Linked DNA regions of Mus musculus: all the other regions are linked to region 3. The links are chromatin contacts, called in public Hi-C and Micro-C maps. All regions are on one chromosome and are shown on one strand. The core of a region is the stretch at or near the end of the contact, and the rest is flanking DNA. Distances in the headings are between cores, read along the strand shown. Region 1 overlaps Slc4a4 (solute carrier family 4 (anion exchanger), member 4). Region 2 overlaps Slc4a4 (solute carrier family 4 (anion exchanger), member 4). Region 3 holds the start of Slc4a4 (solute carrier family 4 (anion exchanger), member 4). Region 4 overlaps Slc4a4 (solute carrier family 4 (anion exchanger), member 4). Region 5 holds the start of Mob1b (MOB kinase activator 1B). Region 6 holds the start of Grsf1 (G-rich RNA sequence binding factor 1).

Region 1 (4,639 bases), core at 1,225-3,724, 240 kb after region 3:
CTCTGTCCTGTTTTGCACTCCCTCCTACTGCCTCTCCACTTCTCATTTCTTTTTAGCAATATTTCTCAGTGTTACAGTCTCTGTGGCCAGTCTCCGCTTGTTGCTTCACTGTTCCCTGATGTCCACTGGACCTATTCTCATCAAGACTTTCCAGCATGGCTATTCTACCAGGCTCTATGGTCCATTCTTAAGTTTTATCTTTTTACAACCTCCACTAGCCTAGGATGCAGCTGCAGATACCTGGTCATCATTTCAGCCTTCCCTCTCTAGCTCTTGCTAAAGTCCTGGTTTTCCTCTTCTTACATGTCTTTGCCACTGTCCCCACAATGCCTTCTATTTCTAAGAAGGACAGAGGGGCCCAGGGTATGGGTCTTAATGCCTTTCTTAGCCTATGTTTACATTCAGGGTTGTGATTTTCTGTTTTGTGGCATTCTATACTCGTAGCCCCCAATGTCACAATCACATCATGTAGCAGACATCTTCCTACCTTCTTAAACTCTTTCCCATGGCCTTTGGGGACTCATGACATGGTCCCCATCATTCGTGAAGCTTCAGCTCTTCGTCTTGCCTTTGCGTCTTAGCTTCCCACACTTGGCTTCTCACTGTTCCTTTAGCCATCAACCTCCTTGCTGTTCAAAGGCTTTCCCTTGCTTGCACAGTGTTTCAGTCTAGGTGTTTGCACATGGCTTGTGCCCTTTCTCCACTGTTGAATGTGTTTCTCAGACGCCTTCCTTGACAACTTTGAAAAATAGTACTTTCTTATCTGTCTTATTTTCCTTCTTAGTTTTGATCATTACTTTAAATCTTATTTTATTTCCCCCTAGGTAATAATCCCCCTAATCAGGATATGAAACGAGTCTTTCTTTCTGCTAGCCCTGTGATTTAGGTCATTTTCTTGCTGTTAGCAAATTCTCAGTAGTGTACTGAGTGAGTAAATAAATCAATTAATGGAGATCGGTTGCATACTAATAATATTGTATCATATGCTATTGTACCCTTAGTATGTTTTTTTTGAAGGGACAGATAAATGTTTACTATAATTGTAATGGCTAGTCATAATACAAAAGTGCCTGGCCAAGTGCTGTTGTGTAAAGACTCATTTACAGAGGTTTCCTAGGAGTTATGTATATGGTATATTTTATTATTTTTCTCTTGAAATAAATTATATTTTCTTGGCCCTTCCCATGCAGCTGAAGAATAAATTCATGAAAAAACTGCCCCGAGATGCGGAAGCTTCCAATGTGCTTGTTGGGGAGGTTGACTTCTTGGACACTCCCTTCATTGCCTTTGTTCGCCTACAGCAGGCTGTCATGCTGGGTGCCCTGACTGAGGTCCCTGTGCCCACAAGGTAAGCTGCTTTCCCTCCCACTAGAATTCACAGGGTGCTTATAGGACAATGCCATCCCACTTAGGTCCAAGAATCAGTGGAGCGAGGGTTCACTCTGCATCAGAGAGCTTTCATTTGAAACAGAGGCTGGCCGACAGGTGTGCTCTTAAATCACATGTTACTTGAATAGTAATAGTAATGGCCTTTATAGTGATTGACTGGCCCATGTGTGCTGGCTTCTTCTTGTGGGTTATTCTTTATAATCATATGATAAATCTTTTAGTAAGCAAACTCTAGTAGCTGTGTGCAGACACTGAGTTTAAATTCCTTGTCCAAAATGGAACAATTAGTAAGTTGTTCAGAGGTCGTAGATGTTTTTATGTCCTCCGTCTTATCAGGAAAGTGTGACTGGGCTCACACATGTAGAAGTACTAACACAGAGATGCATGCACATACGTAAGTGAGCATCTTTGTAAAAACTTGGTCATGACTCTAAGCACTGAAAACCATACCCTTTATACTAAGCATGCCAGTTTGCCTTCAAAGGAAGCGTTGCTTATGTTACGATCATGTGACACTCTACTGTTCTTGCCCTAGAAGTCATCCTAGAAGCTATCCTGCCAGCTGTCTCTGAAGTTGTACTTAGTGGCTTGGGTGCTCAACTTAGGCACAAGATTAGCAGAAGAGATGCTAATCCCCCCCTTAGACTTGTGCTGAGAACGAGGCTACAGAGGATTGGACCTTCAGGTTGCCACCAGGAAATTACCATCTGATTTGGGGGAGGAATGTGTTAGCTGTAGAGACCCAGGGTAGAGTTAGGTGACTTCTTTTTTCTTTCTTTTTAAGTTTTTACACGTGAACAGGAAGGGCTGTAGATCCCTCTGAGTAGACTCAGATGATCTGAGCATGGTTAACCAACCATGACAAGAGTCTCAAGGTTTGTTCTCAGCTGGGTTAGGAAGAAAATGAGAAGCAAATGTCCCAAAGCCCTTTTCAGCTCAGCCAGTCTTCCTGATCAGGAAGTCTTCCTCCCACCCATCGTTTTTTAAATACCTGGGACAGACCCTGGGTATGCAGCATTGGAGAGGAGGTAGTCACAACTGTGCAATTAATGGGCTGATTGTGATTGGTGTTTTCTATACCGTTCTGGCAGAGGCTTGCAGTTCTGTCCGAGCAGTCACCTAGCAAGCCGCTGACTCAGGATGGCTGGAGTCCAGCTCGGTGCCCCGGTGCCTTTATTTATGTCTTTGCACTAACTTTACCAGGGCTTGAAAGAGAAAACATGCCGAGAAGTGTTAAAGAAGACTGTTTTTGCGCTTTCATTTTTATTACCTTTTTTTTTTTTTTTTTTTTTTTTCTGTAGAAGCTACAAATAAAAAAACATTTTAAAGGCCCTTTGCTTAAGCAGTGATACACATACAGGAAGCAGGAAACAATGACCATTCGTGTGTCTTTCTTACCATCCCCTCCTGTCTGCCCCATTTTTTTCTTCATTTTCTTCTGCACCCGAGGAAAGTATTAATTTAGAGTTGAAATATGGTATCATCTGATGAGCGAGAGGAGTGAAGCCATTTATTTTAGAGCAGGGAAGAGGTGTAATTCAATATCATAAAACGATTTCAGAGCTATAATCTCAACAATATACCCTCCGATATTAATATTGTTCCAGGAGATACTTTATCTGTTTGCTGTCTTCTGGACAGGGTAAACTGTAATCACCAGTAGAGAGGCTCCTTAGCTCTCTGTGTGTGTGTGTGTGTCTGTGTGTGTGTGTCTGTGTGTGTCTATGTGCGTGTAAATATGAGGATATTTACAGTGATGACATCCTATGAAGTCCAATAATAGAAATTGCATGAGGAATGTGTAGTCACTGTGAACAACCCAGTCTGTACCCCATGATGGGCTTTAACTTGTACACTGCTCTGTTGCTCTGCGGGCATACTTAAAAAGTCTTTCCATGGCCATGATTTCCCCTTAGATGGAGAGGAGACTTATGCTATGAGTGCTGTTATCACTCTTCCTGGGAAACAGTTTTACTATCTTTCCTATCGGGGGCCTTCTCAGAATTCTGGCCCTCGGGTCTCTTTCCTAGCTCAGCTCACAGGCTTCCTTATTTGTCCATTGCAGCCTCTACTTATAGCACTGTGGCTGTCAATGGCTGAGTAGGTAGGTAGGTGTCTGTGTAGGAGTGGGTCTGGCTTTTCATGTCAAAGCAAACACACTAGTTTTTGATGTCTGGTGACTTGATGGGATGTATTTTTAATATTTTGCAGGCAATTTTCTTGCTTTGACTTTATACTCAGTCTCTTACACACACACACACACACACACACACACACACACACACACACATATTATATAGTGTATATATAATATATTATATCCAGTCACATATATATGATATATATATATTATATATATTATATCCAGTCACACACACATATATATATATCCCCAGTCACAGATATATGTATATAAATATATGTATAGATTATATAATATATAATATATCCAGTCACAGACATAAACTCCCAGTGACACACGCACGCGCGCGCACACACACACACACACACACACACACACACATAATCATATATTATATATATGATGCATTTTATAACCTATTAGCAGCCTTGGAATGGAGGCAATGGGAAGATTTGCTATTAGCTAGTAGTAGAACTTCACATTTCTGACTCTATAACCAAAATTCAGGGACAACTTAGAGAGGTATCTAGAATGGGTTAAGAGAAGACACTTTGGACGACGGTAAGAAGCAATAACAAGTGTAAACCAGTTTGTCTCCTTTGGATCTTGATCTAAGGTAAAAGGCTAGGCAGTGAGCTTTAGATTCTTAAGTAGTGCAATATTTCTCTTCAACATTTCCTATAAGAAGTAGTTTGCACTTAATTATTTAAAAACATTAGAGCATATTAGAGGGGTTGAGATAGCATTCCCACTATGGATTGTCTGTCCTTCACTGCGTGTATGGTGGCAGTGATGGTGTGGGGTCCTCATGAGTCTATTGTAGAGGCTACAGCTTAGCTACATCTTCCAAAGCTGCATAATGGGTTGTTTGATTCACCGCTGTTCCAGAGAAGGGAGTAAGGGATGGGTACATGCTGGGGGTTTTCAGGAGATAGTTGGGATCTATCAGGAGGCAGGGGACGCATCCTTTCTAAACAGACTGGGTGCTTTAGGAAGGCTGACTCCTTTTCTGATCGTGCACTTGTTATGTCTATAATCATCTTGAGAATGTGAGAGTATAGGCCACTCACTCATTCTGGACATGAATCATCTGGTCTTTCTTTTTGT
Region 2 (4,538 bases), core at 1,268-3,767, 150 kb after region 3:
GTAACCTAGCTCATCAATGCTAAAGCTCAGAGGAGGACCACACTTCAGATTTCAAACGTTTTCATGACTCTGCAGATGGCATCTGAACTCCTATCTCTGCACTTCCTTCCTTATTTAATTGGCATGGAATAATTGGAGGGCTATTAGCAGTCGTATAATTAATATATCCAGACCTGCTCTTCCTACGGATTTCTCCATCTCTTATGTAATTTCATTCTCTTGGATCCTCCAGCCAGAACACCCGAGTCTTCCTTGCTTTCTACTTTACTTACACCTCTTGTCTGAAATCTCTCTGCAATACTTTTGGGATTCCAGCATCTCACCACATTTCTTGTCCAATACTGCCTCAGGTCTGGTTGAGGATCTCACCATCTCTTACCTAGATGACTAGAAAAACCTCCAATGAATTGCTCCTTATATGTGCATTTATTTTGTTATAGACCCTTCACCCTGAGTTACTGGAATAGCCTTCTGTCTCTTTCTCTAGTCCATCCTGCTAGAGCTCCAGTGTATAGCTGTTCTAGTCTTTAAGGGACTCTGTACTTGCCACTCCCTTGTGCCACAGACACCCCCCAACTTACCTACATGACTTGCTCGTCTATCACCAGACTTTTGAGTTGAAACATCCGCCTTTACCTCTTATCCCAGATCCTCTATTCTATTTTGACCTTTGCACTTCTCACTATCTAGCATATTATCTACCTTGCTATCCTGCTTCCTAATAGAACTAAATCTCTGTGTGGGCAGGGTTTACACTTACCTTGTTCAGCAGCCCATTTCTTATGCTTAGAACTATGTGCTGCACAGCCATACTCAAGGAACAGGGGTGAGACAGTGAATGCGCAGAGAAACGAAACCTTGTTTCTCAGTGTGCTGTCCCTTATTTCTGTGGAAAGGTTTGACAGTGTCTATGCTTCTGGGGATATTTAGATCTCCAGTGATCTGTACTTGTGACATACACTGAATCTTCTGTGTAGTGACATTTGACTTCTATCTGTGATGTGGATTTTTCCAGTCATGATGAAATTACCAACCCCCTATTAAAAGGTCTCAAACCTCCCAGATGAATAAAATGAAGTTCATGACAGAGATTTATCTCATATGTGGTGGTATGGCATGAATTTCCCTTTTTCTCCACCTAGCAAACATATTTGAATTTATTTTCTCTCCTCTGAAAATCCCAGTGGATAGACATGTTTGGGCTGTGTGTAACAGGGTGCTGGGAACCCGGGTCTCACACATGCTAAACAAAAGCCTTACCACTGAGGGACATGCATTCCCTGAAGCACTGGTGCTGGTAGACAGTTTTATTCTAAAGAGAACAAACACTCTAGACTTGTCAAATTAGATGTGGTTTCTAGTGTGGGCCTAGACCCAATGCCATTCTTTTTTCCCCTTTAAGGTCTTGTACTTTTCAGTTGACTGATGCTTTTATTTAACTAAGAATATTCTACAACCAGCTTTGGCATTACTGTGGTTTGAGTCCCACTTTGAGAATTTTTGTTTGTTTCTACTCAAACAATGAAAATGCTTTCAGTAATAGAGGAGATGGTCCCTTTGGTTCTCAGATAGCAGGAATAACATATTATCAGCAAGAGAAGCCTTACTTAAGTGGGATTTAAAGTGGTGGTCAACTTTGTTCGCTTCTTCTGCATATTTTTTTTCTGTTTTTTTGTTCCTATAAGGTAAGGTAGAACTTTGAATTTTTCTGTGTTTGTTTTTTGTTTTTCCAAAATAGTGCACGAGCTGACGACTGTGCAGGGTAGACTTTTCATGTTGGATGAGGGTGTCTGACTGATGGAGAGACAGTGCTAGTCTTTTTAAAGGGTACTTTCAGAATCTGTCATTGTTAGCAAAAAACAACATTGAGGAAGACTGCAGTCATGAAATGGAATCAGTTACAATGGGTGAAGACGCCTATATTCTTCATTAAATATCCATTAAAGTAAACTGAGCTGGGTGGCCCGTGAGTGACTATAATCCCAGTACTTGAGAGATAGAGTCAGGAGTATCAGAAGTTCATGGCTACATAGTGAGTTTGATGCCAGGCTGGAATATGAGATTGTGTCCCAAAATGAAATAACACAAAATCAAACTGAAACCAAAGCAAAACAGGAACCTATTAGAATCAATTCTCAGGTGTCCAACACACAGAGATTAAGGAGTCGCCCTTAGTCTTGCTTTGATGATGGCCCAAAATCATAAGGAAGGGATGGAGTTTTCTTTCTTCTACTTCTTCAGGTGAGTTAGGATATTAGCTCTTTCAAAATGATCTCCTTACTCTCAGTTTCCCCTTCGTGGGTTTTTAGTGTCCGGAGCTGAACATCATCACTATTGCCTGGATATATGTAAAAGATCATCAACACTATGTAATCCAACCTGTGCTGCCAAACCTGCTGAAAACCAAGCCGTCACAAGTTCTCAGAAACATTAGCCAACAAAGGAAAAGGGCATCGGTGTGTCATGTCCAGGAACACGACGCAAACTAATGTTTATTTGTATTTCTGTTGGGCATGCTGACCCAGATCACCTCTGGGAAACCAGTTTTCAGGTCAGGGCCACAGAACAACGGCTTGCCCTTTACACTCTGAGTTTGCCGTCTCTGTAGTCTACAGATCTTTGGCTTTCTCTAGTGGATTACTCTGAAAAATTCCCTGTTGGACCAAATTTATCTTTTTTCCCTATAAGTAGATTATTTAGGGAATCTGATCACCCTTGTAATTAGACATCATTATATCTAGGTAATTATATGCAACACTTATCGCAGTTCATCTAGAAATTTATGAATTCTCCTTAAAATAGCATTTATCTATATAGGTACATACTAGCATTGACTTCTTTTATGTATCATGAACTATTTTTTTAATTAGCAAGAAATTAATTATTATTACATCAGTAGTTTTACACAGTTGGATTGTATTCTAGTACAAAGGTCATGAGGATTTTCCGCTATGGAGCTGGCAGGTTTTAAAGTTAGAGGTCTTGCCTTTACTTAATTATATTTAATCATATGATTGGAAAGTTGCAAAATTCAGTGATTCCCAGTGGGCCTTCTGTTTCTTCAACAAGTGAGCGAAGTGCTCTTTGGTTGGCAGCCACTCAAAGTGTATTAAACTGCAGAGTACTTTATCATTATTCTTCTAAGACCTTGGAATAAATAAAATTCACCCAATAAACCGCCCCTCCAAGGGTACAACTATTTTGTAATCACAAGCCTTTAAAAAGTCAGCTTTTTAAGATTAATTTTCTTGTAGCATGTCACGTACTGAAACAAGAGGAAAAAAAAATGCCAGAAATCCATTGCAACCGTGGAGCTATTCATAGTTATTGTGAAGGGTCGGTGCTGGCTTTCAGTTCATGCCACAGTGAAAGTGTCTGTTTTTTAAAAAAAAAAACATAATTACATGGGTCGAAAGCACCTTTGTAGAATGTCTGGCGCTTGGATAGTCTGAACTTTGTTCTTTCTGCCTTAGCCTTCTTTTTAATGGATGTTGATTTGAATTGAGGAGTGTTGGTGCTTTGTTTTTCAAGTTTGTCCTTGACGTGTGAGGCATGCAGACAGAGCATGTACTGACTCTGGGATGAAAACTATCTACAGGAAATTTAAACGGGCATATTGGTATAACCATCCTTGGAACAAGTAGAGTGGTAGACTCATTTGATAGGCATTATATCCGAGTCCCCATGTGCTGTTAGCTATGTTATACCTTCATCAGAGCATTCAATATTAATGGAAGTTGAAGTGCAATGGATGTTAAAGTTAGGCATGAGCTAGGAATAGGAATAAACAGTGGGCTATCTGTGAAACTCCACTTCCTTTCCTTATGGTGATCTTGACCTGCAGGGTAGGTGGGATCCATCAGGGTGAACAGCGCTCTTCTGAAAGTCCAGCCCAGTTGGAAGTTATGATTTCTTATTGATCTTGAAGAACTTATCCTGATTCCTGCATTAAGTCAGTTAGTTACCAGCAATATATGTTGCAGAGAGGGTTAAAGGAAAGGCCAGAAAGAGATTCAGTGAATTATGCCCCTTTTTGAAAAGTTTCTTAAGCATATATTGCTTAGCTAATTGAGGATTGTCTTAGCTTATCCAGGCTGCTCTGACAGAATACCATAAACCATATCTCTTACACACAGTAGAAACTTGCTTCTCCTTGTTCTGGAGTATATAAAGTCCAAGACTAAGGGCTTTGCACATTCGGTGTGGTGGGGCCAATGTGCTCTCGATGGTACTTCTAAGTTGCAAAAGGTCTTGCCCTGGGTACTAGAATTTCAACATACAAAGCTGGATATGGTGGCTCTATCTATAATCCCAGCACATGGAGAATTGAAGCAGAAGGATTGCCACGAGTTCAAGGCTAGGCTGGACTACTGAGTAAGAATATCTCAAAACCCAACCCAACAAAAACTACCCCAAACCCATAAGACTTCAACATATAAGCTAAAAATATTTATTATTTACTTATAGTGTGTATGTGTGGCTGTAATGATTAGTTCTCATTCAGGCTATACGGTTGGCAATACAGATATACAGAGACT
Region 3 (4,189 bases), core at 648-3,147:
TATAATGAGAAATTGCCAGCTATGTTGAAATACATAATCCACAGCATGAAAAACTGCTGATCAGCAGTGGCAAATTCTTAATACAAAAGTGATTTCTTTTTTTTGCTCATGAGCTTTGGGGTTGCTGAGTCTTGCTGTGTGTTTAGGAGTGACAGTTACTTTAAACATTAGCCTAGAGACAAAATATAATTGCTCAGGGGGGATTTAAAGATCATGTCTTGTTCCACCTTCACTTCTCAATTGCCCCTATCGCTGCCGTAGGTTTTGTAGAATGTGTGAACATGAACGTAAGCCAGAAATGACAACAGCCAAACACATGACATTAGTGCATTTTAATTTCAGACATTAGGCAACTTGGGGTGGTTCCCAGTGCTTGCTGAGTGTTGAGTAAGGGTTTTATACACACCAGCTTTCCCCAAACACAACCTCTGTATCTGCTTCTCCAACCCCAGGGGAGACACCATGTATCTTCTTTAGTTCTAGATACTGAAGAAAAGGAAAGGAAAGGAAAGGAAAGGAAAGGAAAGGAAAGGAAGAAAAATAGTGATTCTACTATTAACCTATTTTACCTCTACACCCAAAGTCCCCCTTCTCAAGCATCTTATTACCTATGTTAGAAGTGTTGGAAGCAAGAGTTAGTATGTGAAGTGACTTCTCCCGTGCTTATGTATTTGGGTGGCTCAACGGTGACTTTCACATACAAAATGCATGAACAGGAAACACAGACATGCTTGCACCATATGATATGCGGCATAAGCCCATTAAATGGCCACTCTACAGGAGTTTTCAGAACATTAGATAGTGTCTGTGCTGGCAACTGCTCACACCTTAAAGGACTGACGGCAGTCGTACTGGGCTATTGACATAATTGTGATTTGCTTGGCAAGGGGGTATTTAATTAGTTTCATCAGCATAGTAAATATGAAAGATCATTTTGCAAATGTAAGAACCTGGCTTAGATGGCTGAGGGTGTTTCCTTAATTCAGACATAAGCCACCAATGACACTCCTGTGTCCCCCAGACATTCTTTGTCAAAAAAGATGACTGGTGACTTGATATGGGCGCTGACAACACTTTCTTTACCAACACACGCCAAGTTTTGTAGAGTAGCATCCGGAATGATCTGGGCAGGCAACTTCAGGTTCTTCCCATGTGGGGGGACTGAGGCCATCTGGGTGAAAAGTTGAACCTATCTCTGGTTGCGAGAAGCCTGGCAAGGCGAGACTGCGGGGTCGGGGGCCAGATGCCCCCTCCAGCCCCGGGAGGGCGCAGCGTGCTGAGCCCCCGGCGAGGGCGGCGCAGCCAGAGGCCCCTCCCCTCCTCCGAAGCTCGGGCGGCTGACGCGGAGCGGCGGCCGGGAGCCGAGGGGGCCGGGCGGGCGCGAGCGAGGGCAGGGCAGGGGGCCGGCCGTGGCCACTCGCCGCTTTAAATATGGATCGCGGGCTCGCGCTCGCCGCACAGCTTCGGCCGCCTAGCCCATCCCCGAGCCCGGCCTCGGCTGCAGCGTCGGTTCCCGGCAGCCACACAGAGAGCCGGGCGCACACGCGGGAACTGCGGGAGGCAGAGTAGAGCGGAGCCGCCCCGCCGCCGCCGTCCCCTCCCCGAGGCCAGCACCTCTGCTCCGCGTCGCCGATCCCTCCCCGCGGGGCCGACCCTCCCGCGGCCACCCTCGCCCCTCGGCCGCCTCCCCGACGCACAGTGCGCAGCCACCCACCCGGCGCCAAAGTTGCGACCGCTGCCCCGCGCGCTCTGCGACCGGCCGCGCCAACTTCCCAGCCCACGCCGCCCGGGTCCCCGCGCTCCCCCGCCTCCCAGCCCCGGCGGCGCGCGGGGCAGAGCTTAGGTGGCGGCGGCGGCCGAGGTGGCGGCGAAAGCGGCGGCGGCGGCAGCGGCGGCGGCGGCCGCTGCAGCCTCACACTCGGTCGCCAAGCTGGAGGAGCGACGGAAGCCCGACCCCAGGAGGTGAGTGGCCCAAGCGGTGGCAGGGAGGGTCGGCCACGTCCCCATGCCTCGCCCGCGGGGTGGGCACTGGGTGGCAGTCCCGCAGGGCGCGCGGGCGGCCTCGGTGCGTCCAGGGAGGGACGCAGAGAGAGAGAGAGAGAGAGAGAGAGAGAGAGAGAGAGAGAGAGAGAGAGAGGTCAGTGGCGGGCCAGGCATCCCCTGGGCTGGGCGCCGGAGAAGTGTGGACACCGCTGCTGTTGCTGCGGAAAAAGTACTTTTTATTCTGTCTAAGCGTTCAGATGACGACTTTGGGTGGTTCTGTTTTCCCCCTACTGCATAGCCGCCTGCACGTAACCGGGCGTTGTTGCCACGACTGTGGGGCCAGTAGACGCCCGGGCTGGGCTCAAGAGCAGTGACACTGTGTTTCCTTGAGCCCGGGTGGTCGCGGTGTGGCTGGGAACCTGCTTGAGGGGGGACACACCTCCAGATCCTTAAGCTCTGGAGGTTGGGGCAATAGTGCCATCGAGGCCGTGGTCCCTACTTCACTGTCCGCTCCAGGACCGGGCACTTGCATCTCTCCCTGGCACGCCGGAGGCGGGGGTGAGTCAGGCAGATTCTCTGCAAGCGGCACACATTTATTTGCAAGGGGGTGGGGGGAGTCAGAGGTTAAACTGGGATTTCTGTGGGCTGGCGACCGTGGAGCTCTCTCTCAGGTACTGGGCAGCATGTGCATCTTGGCAAGGACAGGTGATTCCTTTCTTAAGTGCATTGCCCTCAGCCTTTGCCAGTCTGTTAAGAACAGCCACCGAGCGACAGCAACTAACTGCAGCGGGCTCCACAAAGAGGAAAGTTCTCCGAGAACAAAAGGGGAAAAGAAAACCCCTCAACTTGGGAAACGCCAAGAAAGCATGTCTGCCTTGGCTCTAGCAAGTAGAGCCCTTCTCGGTTCCCTGTAAAGGTGTAGCTTTGCCTTTCTCCACTCCTAGAGGCCCCACCTTCTCAGCAAGATTGCCTGCAGCAAGTTCTTCCAGTCTGAAGTTCAAGTGCTCAAAGCACCTTTCTCTTCCCCTTGCCACTTAACTTCTCTCTCCCTTTTCACTTCAGTGCTAGACAGACTTGCTCTGGGTGAGAACTCCCCGACGCTGGGCTGCAATAACACAGTCTCGAATCCTGGAAAGGCTCTTTCTTAAGGCGCTGCATCGAACTTCCCTTTCTTAATCAGGGACTTAGGGTTGCGATATTATCTGAATGGAAGTGTGTATTGCTCACTAGTGCCTATACTCACTGTGATTTGAAGAGATTCTCTCTGGCAGCCAGTCCTGTGCTCAGCGGCTCAAAGACTTAAAAATAAATGTTTCTAAGAACCCTGGTCCTTGTGTTTGTCACATTAGCGAAATACTTTCCAGTCATTATTGTACCTTAGACTGGGGCTATTTGTACTTCATTCAAAGGAAGCGTGCCTGCTTTGTAAAGCTTTCATAGCAGAGAAAAACTTTTACTTTCATTTTAAAGTTAAATCTAAACAGGATTCTGATCTCTCACATTAAATGGTGAAATTTAATAGTTTTTACCATATCTCCAGGTATAGGTGAGATGGTACAAAACTCCCATACCTAGGTAGGATAGGAAACTTCTGCTATGAATTCTTGAGGTATAGGGCACATATATGGATGGGGTGAGAGACAGAAAATGGGATATTTTGGTAGTGCCAGGTATATTTGAGAAAGCAGAAAGCCTCATCCCTTTCTGTCTTACAGCATGAAAATGTCAGTATCATTATCTGGTTGAGGACTATTTTTGAAGACATGCAAGGCAGGTGCACTTTTCAGGTGGCCAGAAGTATGCTCAATTTGCTGATGTGTTCCGTTTGGTTCACTTTGTCAACATAAGAGAACTCGCAGTGTATGACAACAAGTGCCATCATTTTAAACGAAGACATTTGGATTTATAGAGATACTGTATAAAAGGAAGACAGGCAACTGTAGTGGAAGGAAAAAAAAATAAAAAATGTGTTGGAAGCCAGGCAACCTTTGGGACATCTCCCAGCACACCCTGGTGGTAATCTCATTTTTCACTGAGCTCTGGCAAGTGCAATTTGAAGATTCTGATCTCTTGTTCTGATAACATGCACGATAGTCTCTAGCTCACAACTTAAAGGAAAACAGCACTTAAGGAAGGAAACACACTGGTGAATCACTGTAGGTAATCAGGTTTCCCTGCCTGCCTTTGAGGGCGCTGCAGTCCATGA
Region 4 (4,208 bases), core at 1,237-3,736, 250 kb after region 3:
CTCCTGAATATTAGGCTGGACAGTTGATGACTCAAAGTCATACAGACACATGAGGATATTTTTAGACATACTTTGTTATTATTTTATAATCATCATTGATAATTCTGTTGAAACTTAATATAGGTAGAATTTTAAAGTTTTTTTGTGAGTGAAATTACTGAAACATACTTCACTTCCCTTGCATAATGAAGCTTTTCCTCCTTAAAAGCTACACTGGCAAAGTCCTTCTCCTAGAAGGCTTGCAGGAGTCAAAGTGTGTAGCAGAAACACTGAAAAGAAAGCATAGAAAATGAGTGGAACATTAATAAATAGTTTTTGTGTGAGTGTGTTTTAAGAACTAGAGAGTGAGCTGATTTGACATGTGGAAACTATCTCATGTATTGCACCTTACCTTATGAATGTTTATCCCTTAGGCAGGAGCCTCTTTGACTTGTCATTGGGACAACAACATATTTTGTGGATTTGATGATACATCTCAGGTCATTTTTATAGGTATATGACAGACATTAATTTATGCCTTTGCAAATGTTTATGGAGTACCTACCATGTATTAGACAGAGTTTTATGTGCTGGAGGTAGAGAGAGGTGAGTCAAGTGGCTAAGAACCCTAGGGTGGTGGGATTTATATTTAGACTACTTACAGAAGCAACATTTTTTTTGAGTCCCTACAAAGTACTAGTATGGTATGTAATACCTCCAATTACTTTTCTAAACGCGTATTCCAGAAAGCACTGGGCAAACTTGAGTGTCTGCAGTTATATCCCATCCTTCACAAATAAGGCAACAGGTTAGTCGCCATAACACAAGCAGCTCAATGAGTCAACTGAGAATAACATCCTTGCTTCTAAAGGCTGACTGCTCAGAGATGGTTTGGCTAGGGCCTTTATTGTCAGGCTACAAATAGACATGGGTGCTGGGGAGAAGCATGTTGTGCAAACACAGATGACTCACTGTGTGACTGTTGTCTAAGCGTATGCTCCTGCCAGCTTCTGTTCAAGAGGACTGGCCTGCTTGAAGACAAGAATTTGCTTTCAAGCATTAATTTTAGGGCATGGTATCTATCTATCTATCTATCTATCTATCTATCTATCTATCTATCTATCTATCTATCTATCTATCTATCTATCATCTATCCATCCATCATCTATCTATCTATCTATCTATCTATCTATCTATCTATCTATCTATCTATCATCTATCTATCTATCTATCTATCTATCATCTATCTATCTATCTATCTATCATCTATCTATCTATCTATCTATCTATCTATCATCTAGCTACCATCATATATCATCTCTATAACATCTTTTATGAAATATAAATGTATCTTATCTATTTATAAGCTTGTATGTATGATTGTGCTTTTCTGTGTGCATGCATTTGTGGAAACAAGTCATCTTGAAGTGGCAAAGACCATTTCTCATAGAACTGTGTTCAGAATAAAGCAGCCGAGGCTATAGTTGCTGACAGTTTGATAAAATTGTAATGCCAGCACAAATAACTCTGTGTCTTCCCCAATGTTAGCAGATATATTTTGTCAACCAGGAAACTCTTAGAAGATGCTGGGGCTTACCAAGAGGACATGTACAAATTTTGTATATAGATAAGTGTAGGCATTATAATTTAGCTTGGGTTTCTTGGAGCAACTGAACTATGTTGCCAAGCATCAACCTTACATTCCTGTAGCACCCAACCTCAACTTGTGCCCATTTCTCTTTATTAGAGTATAGAGGACCATCAGTTCCTCACGTTTGAGAATGGTGCATCACTTATCCCTCTGGGTAAATCCCATCCAGTTGATTCTCGACTTTCCTTGCCATATAGTAAGGAAATGGTTTTCGGCCTCACTGTTCTGAAATCTTATCCCCTCCATAATTAAACCATGACACCATTCATGCTGATATCATATTTACATTCTTGGTTACCAAACAAGTATATTTTTCTGCTTATTTAGATACTTAAAATTTATCTTTAATATATATATACAGTCCACTATTTATTACAGTTAAGCATTTTTCATTTTCAGAGCTATTATATGGAGTTGGGCCTGATGGCACAGGGATGTGATTCTAGCTACTCAGGAGGCTGAGGCAGGAGGATTTCAAGTTCAAGGACAGCCTGAGCAACTTAATAAGACTCTACCTTAATATAAAAGTAAACGAAGAGTTGAAGGAATAGTTCAGTGGTAGAGCACTTGATTAACATTGGAGAAAGCCCTAGGCTCAGTTGGTAGTCCTATAAAGAAAATACTTCTTTGCTAACACAATGAGTAATAACTTAAATTTTGAGGAGGGTGTTAGAGTAAGGAATCTTCGAGGAGGCTTGGTGGCAGGCCCTGTGTTATTTAAGAATTGTTCTTCTCTAGCATACAGAGAACATATTTTAATGGAAGTGTACTTTTGATTGTGAATGACTAAGCATAGTCTAGAGTGAAGAAAGCCATCTTAAGTTTTTTTTCAGGAGTAAATATAATCCTATTTTCACAAACCTTTCAGCAAAAGAGTGCAGTAAGATTTTTAGCATTCTGTGAAATTCGTGATATTTATGGAGCCTAACAGAGCACATTTTAAGAGAACTTGTCTCATAATAAGGAACATTTTTAGCTGGCATCTCCAAATTTGAGGCTTTATTTTAACATTCTGCTGTGCTGAGAGATTTTCACCAATCTGCTCAAGTTGGAAAAGTGTCCTTTCTGTGTCGGTGAGAAAGGTGCTTCTTTGCACTGCCTGTCATGTATAGCTTGCAGCAGTGGGATTGGCATGAACTGATAATTTACTGAGAAATAGACAATAATATTGGGCTGTCTGACTGTTGCTCTTTGGCACTGAAATGCTTTTCCTTTAGAAGTAGGAAACACAAAAACTTATTAACCCATATAGCAGCATATTGTAGCTTCCACATGCGAAGCAGATATTTTGGTCAGCCCAAGAAAGCAAGCCTGTTTAGTGACAGAGGAAGAAATCCATCTTGCTTACAAGGGTCTAGAAAGGAACTGTTAGCTTTCAAAACATGTTTCACAGGCTAAGAAGATGTCTCGGTGGCTAAAGTGTGTGTCTTGAGAGTGTTGAGAGCTGCAGTTGAGATCTCAAGAGCTGCTGATCCCCACACATAGATGCTGGAGGGCATGGCAGATCCCCTGTAATGATGGCAATCTGGGGGGCAGAGACAGGATATCCCTCGAGCAAGCTTGCTAGCTAGAGTAACTATACTTGTGAGGTCTGGGCACAGTTGAGAGTTGTTTCCTCAATATATAAGGTAGTGGATAATCAATGAAGACTCCTGATGACAACCTTGCCCCCCCCACATGTGTATATACATAAACACACGCACACTCCACTTACCTGCACATAGCATGAGTGAACACACACGGCTCCACATGCAAATCTTGCTTTATCAGTTCTGAGTTAAGTTTAATTGACAGAAGTCAAGTCATTGGTACTTTTTTATTAGAAAGATTTTGTCAGCTTTGTTTGTTTGATGATCAGAAAATTAAAGCCATTTGGATAAGATAGGGCATCACAAATGATGCTAAAGTAAAAATGTATCATTTTTAGCTTATGGCTATTTTGAAAATAGCTTCTCCAATATGACATTTTCATTATATCTTTTCATACATATTGCAAAATATACATTCACAGGTAGATAAACATGTAGGATATTATGTAAATGAGGTTATATATTCATATTTTGTGGGCATTTCCTACTTTAATAGGTTCTTTAACATAATTCTAGTGGCTATCACATGATATATGCACTATAATTTATTTAATAAACTTATATTCTCAGTTTGTCCCACTTTTCTCTTTTATAAAGAATACTGTGATCATCAACTATATATTTATTGTTTATAATTTTCTCCCTAAGGTAAGTCCCTAGCAAAATTATTGTGCAATATATTGATTATAGTTGTTATTTATTTCAAATCATACTCACAAAGATTATCCTAATTCATATTTCTACCAGTAGTGGGCAGGAGTTCCCACTTGCCCACCTTTTCACCCTAGATTCTCACTTTCGTTATGCTGTGTATTGAAAAAGAATGGCTTGCTTTGATTTGCTCTCACTCCTGTTGTTTTAATGAGCCTGGGTATTCGTCCACATTGACACCGACCGTCCATCCTTCCCTGTGCTTGTATTCTTGCTATATTCTCCTTTGGAGACATTTAATTTCTCTTCTTAACTCCCTGTATAATAATGGTGTTTTC
Region 5 (4,407 bases), core at 987-3,486, 170 kb before region 3:
AGAATTATATTCTGTATTATTAACATGACATTTCTCTCAGTTTTAGGATGCCAAGTCAAAGAGGCATTTCCAGCAATGTGATAGATAGATCAGTACTCAGCAGTAAGACTTGCAGAGGCGTCCTTCCCCTGCCAGTCTTTTTTTCTGATTCAGTATAAGAAGCTTAGACTTTATATCAAACCAAAGGCAGGGCCGCCTAAGCAAATCAGGAAGCAGGTAAAAACGTGTGCCGGGCTTTAGAAGGAAGACTCTGTCAGGACAGAACTTTAGAACCAACAAGTTTCTTAAAGATTATGTAATAGTCAGGTGGCGGTGGTACATGCCTTCAATCCCAGCATGCAGAGGCAGAGGGGCAGAGGGACAGTGGGGCAGAGGCAGAGGCAGGCAGATCTCTGAGTACAAGCCTGGCCTGGTCTATAGAACAAGGTCTAGGACAGCCAAGGCTAAATAGAGAAACCTTGTCTCAAAAAACAAAAACAAAACAAAACAAAACAAAACAAAAAACCCAACCAAACAAAAACCCCAAAAAACCAAACAAACCACAAACCAATCAAAAGATTTTAAAATATCAAAAGCTTTACTATACTGTTTCTCTGAGCCAGTGTCTGGAAATACAGTCTCAGGCCGGTCTTAAACTAATTCTCCTGTCTCGGTAGCCTTCTTTTCTAAGCACACAGCCATGTCTGGCTGCCAGAACTACAGTTAAGAGTGGGTGAGACTGGGGCTCTGACTTGCTCCTTCAACTACTCTTCCTCAAATAGTTTCTAACCTGGTGAGGTAAATCTCGCCTTTGGAAGACCTTTATGGAATTATATATGGTATAGTAAGTAGTATTATATCAAGATTTGAATATAAGGCTTTTACATCACCAACTTACTGTTTTTTTATCATAGTAAATCCTTTTGCTGTCTGTTTTATTTTTTTTATTTTTGATTTTTTTAGACAGCAGCTCACTATGTTATTTCTGGTTGGCTTGGAATTCCATATGTAAATCAGGCTGGCCTTAGACTCACACAGATCTGCCTACCTCTGCCTTCCCAGTTCTGGGCTTAAAGGCTTTTGAAGCTGTCTTTTCACGTTATTATTTGCTGTTCCTGAGATAATAGAAGGTTCGGGTTTCTTGCATTTAGGTTTTTAAAACCATTTAGCCAACGCGGCTGACTACTGGTGTAGAAATGAAATCGGATAAATTGAATATTTGCATCACTTTCAGGAATCCTCTGTCTTTTGGAACGCTAAGCTCAAGTTGGGCTACTATCTGCACACTGTTCCACTTAAATTCCTCGATTCAGCATCAGGTGCGAGTAAAGAATACCACTGTCTCCTATGGTAAAAACAAACAAACAAACAAACAAACACACAAACAAACAACTTCCTGTGCTGTCTTGGCTTACTCCAAACTTGTGATCCTTTTGCCTCCATCTCTGAGGTATAGCGATTCAGGCAAGCACCACCACGCACTATCTATTTATTTAATTTGTGTGGAAATGAGAGGACAACTTGTGGGAACTGGTTCTCTTTACCGCGTGGGTTCCAGGCGATCAGGCTTGGTGGCAAGTTCCTTTACTGGCTGAATCATCTCAGGAGCCATCAAACAGTCTTTAAACATAAAGCTTTGCCCTCAGCCTCTTAAGCAGGTGAGAACTAAAGTTCCTTCGAGCGCCTGGCTGAATAATTCCCAGCGTTTTGGGCATCAGTTCTTCGAAGGGACTCCACAACTAGTTAATCCGTATGGCCATGGATAACCAGCGTCCCTGCCTCAGGGAATCTGGTCCTCAGCTCTCCTGGGCTCCCTCCGTTTCCCTAGACAGCTAGCTTGTTCAAATAAAGATCTTACCTCCTAAAACATTTATTTCCCTTTCCCAAAATTCCATCTCCCCCCAAGTCGTTACAAGCAGAAAAACTTTTTTTTTTTTTTTTTAAGTGCGGGCGGCGTAGAGGGACTGGGGATGTGGCTCTCAGTTCGTGGGGTGCTTGCCTAAATCAGAGCACAGAAAGCGAGTCCAAGGCCTTCCGCTGTCCTCTCTGATGGCGACTCCCTCCCTATCCATGAGACCCAGGCGTCCTGGAACGGAGGTCCACTTCCCCGCTGGGCTCCGAACCCCCCAGGTCACGTGCTCGGGCAAGCTCTCAGCTGGACTGTGCGGGAGGCAGAGGTGACCCGAAGGTAATCCTAATGTGGGCGGGGCGCCAGAGCTCGCTCTCGCGAGACTTCGGCGCGGGAGCGCGGGGCTGCGAGGAGGACGCGGCGGGCGGTGCTTCCTCGGCCGCTCTGCTTCCAGTCCGGTGAGCCTGCCGAGTCCTGGCCTTCCACTTCCGCCCCTCAGCCGGCCGCGGCAAGTAGCGAAGCCGGAGAAGTCGCGGCCGCTCCGCCGCCGGCGCGCGTCCTTCCCCCTCCGCCACCTTTTCTCTGATTCAAGCCCGCCGCCCCAGGCTTCGCTCAGCCGAGCCCGCAGCCCACGCCGCGGCCGACATGAGCTTCTTGTTGTAAGTAGTCCAGTAGCGCCGGCTTTGTTCCGCCGCCCCCTGGGCCCCGGGCTCCAGAGGCCCCGACCTCGGGGTGCTGGCCGGCCCTGCCTCCTCGTCCTCCGGGTGCTCTCGGGGCCCTGCCTCCTCGTCCTCCTGGTGCTGCCCGGCCCTTGCCTCCCCATCTTCCTGGTGCTGTCGGGGAGCCTTGCCTCTCCATCCTCCTGGTGTTGCCGGTCCCTGCCTTCTAGTCTTCCGTACTGCCTGGCTCTGCCTCCCCGTCCTCCTGGTGCTGCCCGGCTCTGCCTCCCCGTCCTCCTGGTGCTGCCCGGCTCTGCCTCCCCGTCCTCCTAGTGCTGCCCGGCTCTGCCTCCCCGTCCTCCTGGTGCTGCCCGACCCAGCCTCCCCGTCCTCCTGGTGCTGCCCGGCTCTGCCTCCCCGTCCTCCTGGTGCTGCCCGGCTCTGCCTCTCCGTCCTCCTGGTGCTGCCCGGCCCTGCTTCCCCGTCCTCCTGCTATTGCCGAGCCCCGCCTCTCCGTCCTCCGAGTGCTGCCCGGCCCTGCTTCCCTGTCCTCCGTGTGCTGCCCGGCCCTGCCTCCCGGTCCTCTTGGTGCTGCCCAGCCCTTCCTCCCCGTCCTCCTGCTATTGCCGGGCCCTGCTTCTGCGTCCTCCGGGTGCTGCCCGGCCCTGTTTCCCCGTCCTCCGTGTGCTGCCCGGCTCTGCCTCCCGGTCCTCCTGGTGCTGCCCGGTCCTTCCTCCCCGTCCTCCGGGTGCTGTCTGGGAGCCCTGCCTCCCTGTCCTCCTTGTGTTGCCCGTCCCTGCCTTCTAGTCCTCGGTGCTGCCCGGCTCTGCTTCCCTGTCTTGGAGCTGCCCTTCCCCGTCTCCCCTTCCTCCTGGTGCTTGCTCTCAGGGCCGTGCCTCCTTGTCCTCCTGGTGCTGTCGGACCCTGCCTTTCCATCCTCCTGGTGCTGTCAGAGGGCGGGGGTGGGGGGAACACTGCTCCCTACCCTCATGTTCTGTTGGGGTGCCCTGCCTCCCTGTCCACTTGGTGCTGTCGGGGTGGGGTTGGGGGTGCTGGCTGCTTCTCAGGTCCCAGTGTGCTACCTGGGTCATGGACCCCAGTGTCTATTTCTGCATTTCTCTACCTGGCTCCATCTTCGCTTGCCTGCCTGCTTGTCTCCACCTCTGTCTCTTGTCCTTTTGTCTCTTTCTCTTGATAGAGATATGTGTGTTTGCAAGCTCACCTCCCACTCGTGTGTGCATGTGTGTACTTCCATGCTTACCTCCCACCCCACTCTCCTGACTGTCATCCAACACTTGCCAGGTCTCCCGGCTCAGTGCCAGCTGCCCGTTGCTGTTTTCTGAGTCCCAAGCCTGGAAGATGGATTGTTCTTATCTGACTACTCAGACCCCTTTTACATCTTTGTTAGGTCTTAGGGTTGAGAAAGGGAGAGAGCCAAGTTCCATAGAGGGGATTTCAAAACAGGGTTGCTTGAGGGTCTGGGGACTCTAGCACCCTGCTTCTTGCAGTGCTTTCTTGATTTGTAGAGGTTGTATTTTTTCATTCACCTTCCAGATAGGATGTGGGTATTGTTCTCAGGGTTGATTTAGGTCCACTGGGCTGTAGTTCTCCAGTCGTCTGCTAAGACCAACTTCAGTGTTACATTTAGTGCTGGGTGTTATTTTACTCCCCGTGTATTTCAGACCAGTTTGAGGTGAGGGTGGGGATCAGAGCACAAAAGTAAGACAGAAAGGGCTTGGAGCTTCAGGTCCTTGAGGTTACACTGAAGAGGAACTCTTTTGAAAGCTTTCTCAGAGTCACCCAGGTGCTCAGAATTCTAATTTAAAACCAAAATAAAAACAAACCCTTCAGCGTTGTAATCTACCTCATAAATGCTCTTTTATTGTTGTGGAGCAAACAGAATTTAGCCATTTTTTTCTG
Region 6 (4,111 bases), core at 522-3,021, 210 kb before region 3:
TAAAGATGGGAGATATAAAAGATAGGACATTACAATTTGGGAGGGGAGGGGAAGTGTTAGCATGTGAAAAACAGCAAACACATTTGCCCAAACTGGACAGTAAAATGAAGAGCCAAAGGCAAAAGGCACAGCAGCTGGCTATTTTGTGTTGGGCTCTATGAAGGGATACTTCACTTTGTAGGCAAAGGAAGTTAATAAAAAGGCATTGGGACATGGGTAAACGCCTTGAAAAGACTAATGTAAGAGAAAGTGGATAAGGGAAAAAAACAGAAAAGGCAACAGCAGAGACAGGCGCGGCAGGGGGCTCAAACTGCTACTTTCTGTTTCCCCAGAATTCCATAAACATCTTTACAAAATAAATAAGTAAATAAATAAATAAATAGTGCAGCAGAAAGTATTGGGCCGGGATTCAAATCAATTAGCTCAGCTACTGGCAGACATCAGCCATGCAGATGAACCACCCAGATATCACTAATTCAAGCAGACGCAAAACTAAATTAAGATAAACATGGCCAGTGGCGTTACCAGGTTAGGTAGACACTTCCCAGATGCCACATAAACCGCAAAAGAGAAATGTCCCACATATACAGAGGACCAAATATTTGCAATATGAATTCTTACAATGTCTTTCTGAAAAGACGGGAAACAAGGGAAAAGATCGTGGAGTGACAACCGAAGCCCCCAAGTCCTCACCCACGGACGCCCCCGCCCCACACACACACGTTCTCTCCCAGTTTCCCACGGTCTCCCCACAGCTCTCCGCGTCCGCAGAGCCCCGCTGCACCAAAGGTCCTTCTGTCAAGGCGAGTGGACTTGCAGAGGTGACCTTCAGTCAGGTGGACCGCCCGCCTCTCCCCGCGGACAAGGGAGAGGGACGCGCGGGGGCTGTCCCAGGCTAGCCCACGCTCCCGTGCGCGCGGGGCTGCGCGTCGGTGGCCGGCCGAGGAGGCCCGAGCCGCCCGGCCTACCGCTCCCACCGCACGCACGGCCGGCCCCGACCCTCCGCGGGCTCTGGCCGCTCAGCTTCACCTCCAGCGGGCATAAGGCTAGGGGGGAGTCGGGGTGGGGGGCGTCGGCGGCGCCCCCAAAACCTACCATGGGCCCGGCGGGAAACAAGGCCTCTACATTCACCCCAGCCACACTTACACTGCCCAACCGCCCAGACTCGGAGGGAACAAAACAAGAAGAGCCGGGGCCGTGAGAGCGTCCCTTGTTCCCGTGCCCAATAGGAGGACGGAGCGGGAGGGAGGCGGGGGTGCGGTGCGTGCCGCGGATCCCCGGGCGCGCACGCGGGGCGCTCGCGGACAGACCGACGCGGGCGCGCGGCCGCCGAGGGTCCCGCGCGCGGCGCCACGTACCTGACTGTAACCCCGCGCCGGGCCCGCGGCGGCTGCCAGCGATCGCGGAAACAGCGGGGCGCGCAGGGCCGAGTAGGACGCGGCGGCGGCCGCGGCGGCGGAGGGACGGGCAGGGATGGGACCCGCCAGCCTCCCGGCGGCCGCAGGCCCGAGCTGCAGGCCCCGCGTCTGCGAAGCGGCGGCCGCGGCGGCCCCGAGGAGTAGCAGCAGGCGGCGGCGGCCAGAGACGCCCGACGGGAAGGTGCCGGCGGCGGAGTAGAAAGGCAGGCAGGCGGCGCCGGTCCGCCGGCAGCTGCTGCAGTTGCAGCCGCAGCCCCGGAGCAACGCGCCTAGCACCCAGCGCGTCCCGGCCATCGGCTCCGGAGGCGGCGCGGGGCCTGGAGGTGGCCGCTGTGGCGCGAGCGGAGGGGAAGTGGAATCCAGGGCGGGGGAGGGGGCACCGGGCACATGCGCCGCGCGCACCCGGGGCTGAGACGAGGCTCGGAGGCGGAGGTGAGCGAGCGGCCCCGCCCAGGCTCCGCCCTCGGGGCGGGGCTTTCCCGCCGGTAAGGGTGTGGGTGGGGTGACCTGAGCGCCTCCAGAGTGGAAGTTGTCCCAGGCTCTCCTGCTCAGGTTAGAGCTGAGGTCTGCGGGTCACCGAGGCCCGGCGAAGTTTCCGGAAGGAATGGGTTACCTAGCTCTAAAACGTTTTGGGACGACGCTGAGGGGGCGTTGATACCCCAACCTCAAAATTCGTGCAGAAGGCCAACTTTGTTTTGAACGGAAGCACTGATTTTATAGTATATGTGAGATATGTATATAATATTTATCATATATTATATAAAATAAAGCCTTCCTTAGACAATATAGTCACAAGTGAAGGTGTAGAGATTTGCAAATAAATACATGAGTGGTTGTGCAGTTTTCTCCTATGTGGCAAGGACCTGTCAAAGGTAAAAAAATAAAAATAAAAAACTAAAGACAAATGGGAGTTCTTAGAGTAAAAATATGAAGGAGAGGCTGATTGGTTGTGGCGGGGGTGGGGTTAGGAGGCATCTCTGTGACTGGGTAGTGTAGTTCCGTGGCAGGGTAATCGCTTAGATCACCCCAACCTCCTCGTGGGGGTGAGGAGACCAATATAGGGCTCTCTATCGTGGAAAATCTTAACATATTTCAAAGTTTTTGAAATTCAATTCTTGTTCAACTTCCAGAAGTAAAGAAACCGCCTACATTTTCCACTGTTTCACCTTTATCCCAGTGCCAGCTCTAAAACTTTTTTTTTTAAGTTAACTATGTAATGGCAGTCATCCTATGGTATTCATCTTAAAACAATACGGACTTTTTTATTATTAGTTTAATGTATTAATATATGGGTGTGGCCACGGAGACCAGACAAGGGCATCGGATCCCCTGGCCCTGGAGTTAGAGACAGCAGTGAGCCATCATGCAGGTGGTGGGAGTTGAACCTGGGTCCTCTGAAAGAGCAGCCAGCACTCTAGACCCATAAGCCATCTCTCCAGCCCCAGTACAGACTTTTGAAAGGTTACGTTCTGATAAGTTACCTTTGAGACATTTAAGATGGTTGGGCTTAAACTTTGGCTTGTTTACTCTGGACTCCTTTTAGATTTAAGAAAACCAGGTATTTCACAAATGAAAACATATTTCTGTCCAAGAAGGAAAGAATAGAAAACCTGACCGGCTTGTTCCTTTTATACCCGAGATGTGTAGAAGAGGTTCTTCCTCTTTTCTTCGGTGAGACACAAACCCTAAAGCAGTGGCTGGCAACCTTCCGAATGCTACATCTTTACAACAGCTCATCTTGTGGTGCGCCCCCCCCCCAACCATAAAAGTATTTTCATTGCTACTTCATAATTGCAATTTTGCTGCTGTTGTGAATTGTAAATATCTGTCTTTTTTCCATGGTCTTAGTTGGCACCTGAGGAGCAGATCTCAACCCACAGGTTGAGAACCTCTGCCCTAGAGGTTTTTCTTTTCCTGTCAGGCTGGGGACCAGAGATGCCTCCCGAACCCTCCGTAAGACGTTTTCCACTGAGCTATACATTCCCAGCCTGGTTCTATTAAACGTTTCTCTTTTGTATTGCATCTGTGTGTTTATCGTGGGTCCCCAGGCCCACAGTGCTGTGGCAAGTGCTCTGTCCCTCCTTCCATGTGGATCTCAGGCTTGGCAGTAAGTGCTTTACCCACTCAGTCATCTCAACAGACCCTACGCTTTGCTTTCAGGAGAGAAAATGGGCTATCCCTTCGTTGCTGATTATCCCAGAACACAAACTTGTAGAATTATTGCAGATTCTGCTCCTATTACATTCCCTTGCTGCTTGTGTGTGTGCTGTGGAGGCCAGAGGTCCACATCAGATGTCTTCCTCCGTCACTCTCTACCTTGTTTTTGGACAGTCATCACTGAACCCGGAGCTCACTCTTTCCACGGACCCGCCTGTCCAGAGACACTCCCCAGAGTCCCTCTACCTCCTCAGCACTGAGTTTAGAGATACAGACTGATGCACCAGGCTTTAAAAAAAAAAAATAGTTGCAGCAACCATTCAAAATGTATAAATCAAAATACTAAAACCCTAAATTACTAAAATACATAGACAGGTTTGTATACTGCTTGTAAGGGTTTTGTTTTGTTTTGTACCCCTGGGTGTTTTGGAACTCATTGTGTAGACCAGACTAGTATCCAACTCACAAGAAATCCCCTGCCTCTGCATCCTAATTGAAGGCATGGGCCACCACACCCAGCCTACCTTTTAGCATTT

What was found. A called contact is a pair of places that touch in the nucleus more often than the background predicts.
Region 1: a Hi-C map of uterus shows a contact between it and region 3, with 2.0 times the contacts expected there. The contact joins the enhancer-like site here to the promoter of Slc4a4 in region 3. A contact is called at or near these places in 2 of 39 promoter capture datasets (hippocampal neurons and liver), 2 of 484 Hi-C or Micro-C datasets (both in uterus) and 2 of 115 datasets of contacts at active chromatin or transcription factors (fibro-adipogenic progenitors and forebrain).
Region 2: a contact with region 3 is called in a Hi-C map of liver, with 2.4 times the contacts expected there. The contact joins the enhancer-like site here to the promoter of Slc4a4 in region 3. A contact is called at or near these places in 3 of 39 promoter capture datasets (liver and neural stem cells), 7 of 484 Hi-C or Micro-C datasets (the HL-1 cell line, brown adipocytes and liver), 2 of 115 datasets of contacts at active chromatin or transcription factors (forebrain and hepatocytes) and 2 of 9 other capture datasets (adipose tissue and pancreatic islet).
Region 4: a contact with region 3 is called in a Hi-C map of cortical neurons, with 2.7 times the contacts expected there. The contact joins the enhancer-like site here to the promoter of Slc4a4 in region 3. A contact is called at or near these places in 2 of 39 promoter capture datasets (hippocampal neurons and liver), 7 of 484 Hi-C or Micro-C datasets (Th1 cells, cortical neurons, nephron progenitors and 2 more) and 4 of 115 datasets of contacts at active chromatin or transcription factors (embryonic limb bud, embryonic stem cells, fibro-adipogenic progenitors and 1 more).
Region 5: a contact with region 3 is called in a Micro-C map of embryonic stem cells, with 2.4 times the contacts expected there. The contact joins the promoter of Mob1b here to the promoter of Slc4a4 in region 3. A contact is called at or near these places in 3 of 39 promoter capture datasets (embryonic stem cells, pre-B cells and stem cell-derived epiblast-like cells), 5 of 484 Hi-C or Micro-C datasets (embryonic fibroblasts, embryonic stem cells, nephron progenitors and 1 more) and 1 of 9 other capture datasets (adipose tissue).
Region 6: a contact with region 3 is called in a Micro-C map of embryonic stem cells, with 4 times the contacts expected there. The contact joins the promoter of Grsf1 here to the promoter of Slc4a4 in region 3. A contact is called at or near these places in 2 of 39 promoter capture datasets (hippocampal neurons and liver), 15 of 484 Hi-C or Micro-C datasets (cerebellar granule neurons, cerebellum, cerebral cortex and 9 more), 2 of 115 datasets of contacts at active chromatin or transcription factors (embryonic stem cells and pancreatic cancer cells) and 1 of 9 other capture datasets (adipose tissue).

The regions. Positions count from the first base shown.
Region 1 is chr5:89,121,212-89,125,850 of GRCm38.p6, forward strand. Slc4a4 (solute carrier family 4 (anion exchanger), member 4) reads left to right here. Exons shown (of 27, transcript NM_001359211.1): 9 at 1,191-1,348. Among named protein-coding and RNA genes, the nearest start is that of Gm35855, 100 kb to the right of the region's middle. Within about 2 kb of position 2,475, at least 11 of the 459 cell types and tissues checked have an H3K27ac peak or open chromatin away from gene starts, as enhancers often do. A contact at or near this core is called in uterus, where this site is marked.
Region 2 is chr5:89,030,389-89,034,926 of GRCm38.p6, forward strand. All of the region lies in intron 4 of Slc4a4 (solute carrier family 4 (anion exchanger), member 4), which reads left to right. Among named protein-coding and RNA genes, the nearest start is that of Slc4a4, 150 kb to the left of the region's middle. Within about 2 kb of position 2,518, at least 11 of the 459 cell types and tissues checked have an H3K27ac peak or open chromatin away from gene starts, as enhancers often do. A contact at or near this core is called in brown adipocytes, hepatocytes and liver, where this site is marked.
Region 3 is chr5:88,885,363-88,889,551 of GRCm38.p6, forward strand. Slc4a4 (solute carrier family 4 (anion exchanger), member 4) reads left to right here and starts at 1,898. Exons shown (of 27, transcript NM_001359211.1): 1 at 1,898-1,962.
Region 4 is chr5:89,139,350-89,143,557 of GRCm38.p6, forward strand. The region is part of intron 13 of Slc4a4 (solute carrier family 4 (anion exchanger), member 4); the gene reads left to right. Among named protein-coding and RNA genes, the nearest start is that of Gm35855, 84 kb to the right of the region's middle. Within about 2 kb of position 2,487, at least 20 of the 459 cell types and tissues checked have an H3K27ac peak or open chromatin away from gene starts, as enhancers often do. A contact at or near this core is called in cortical neurons, where this site is marked.
Region 5 is chr5:88,718,635-88,723,041 of GRCm38.p6, forward strand. It overlaps Mob1b (MOB kinase activator 1B), which reads left to right and starts at 2,237. Exons shown (of 6, transcript NM_026735.2): 1 at 2,237-2,487. The coding sequence starts at 2,474.
Region 6 is chr5:88,674,400-88,678,510 of GRCm38.p6, forward strand. Grsf1 (G-rich RNA sequence binding factor 1) reads right to left here and starts at 1,772. Exons shown (of 10, transcript NM_178700.5): 1 at 1,359-1,772. The coding sequence starts at 1,712.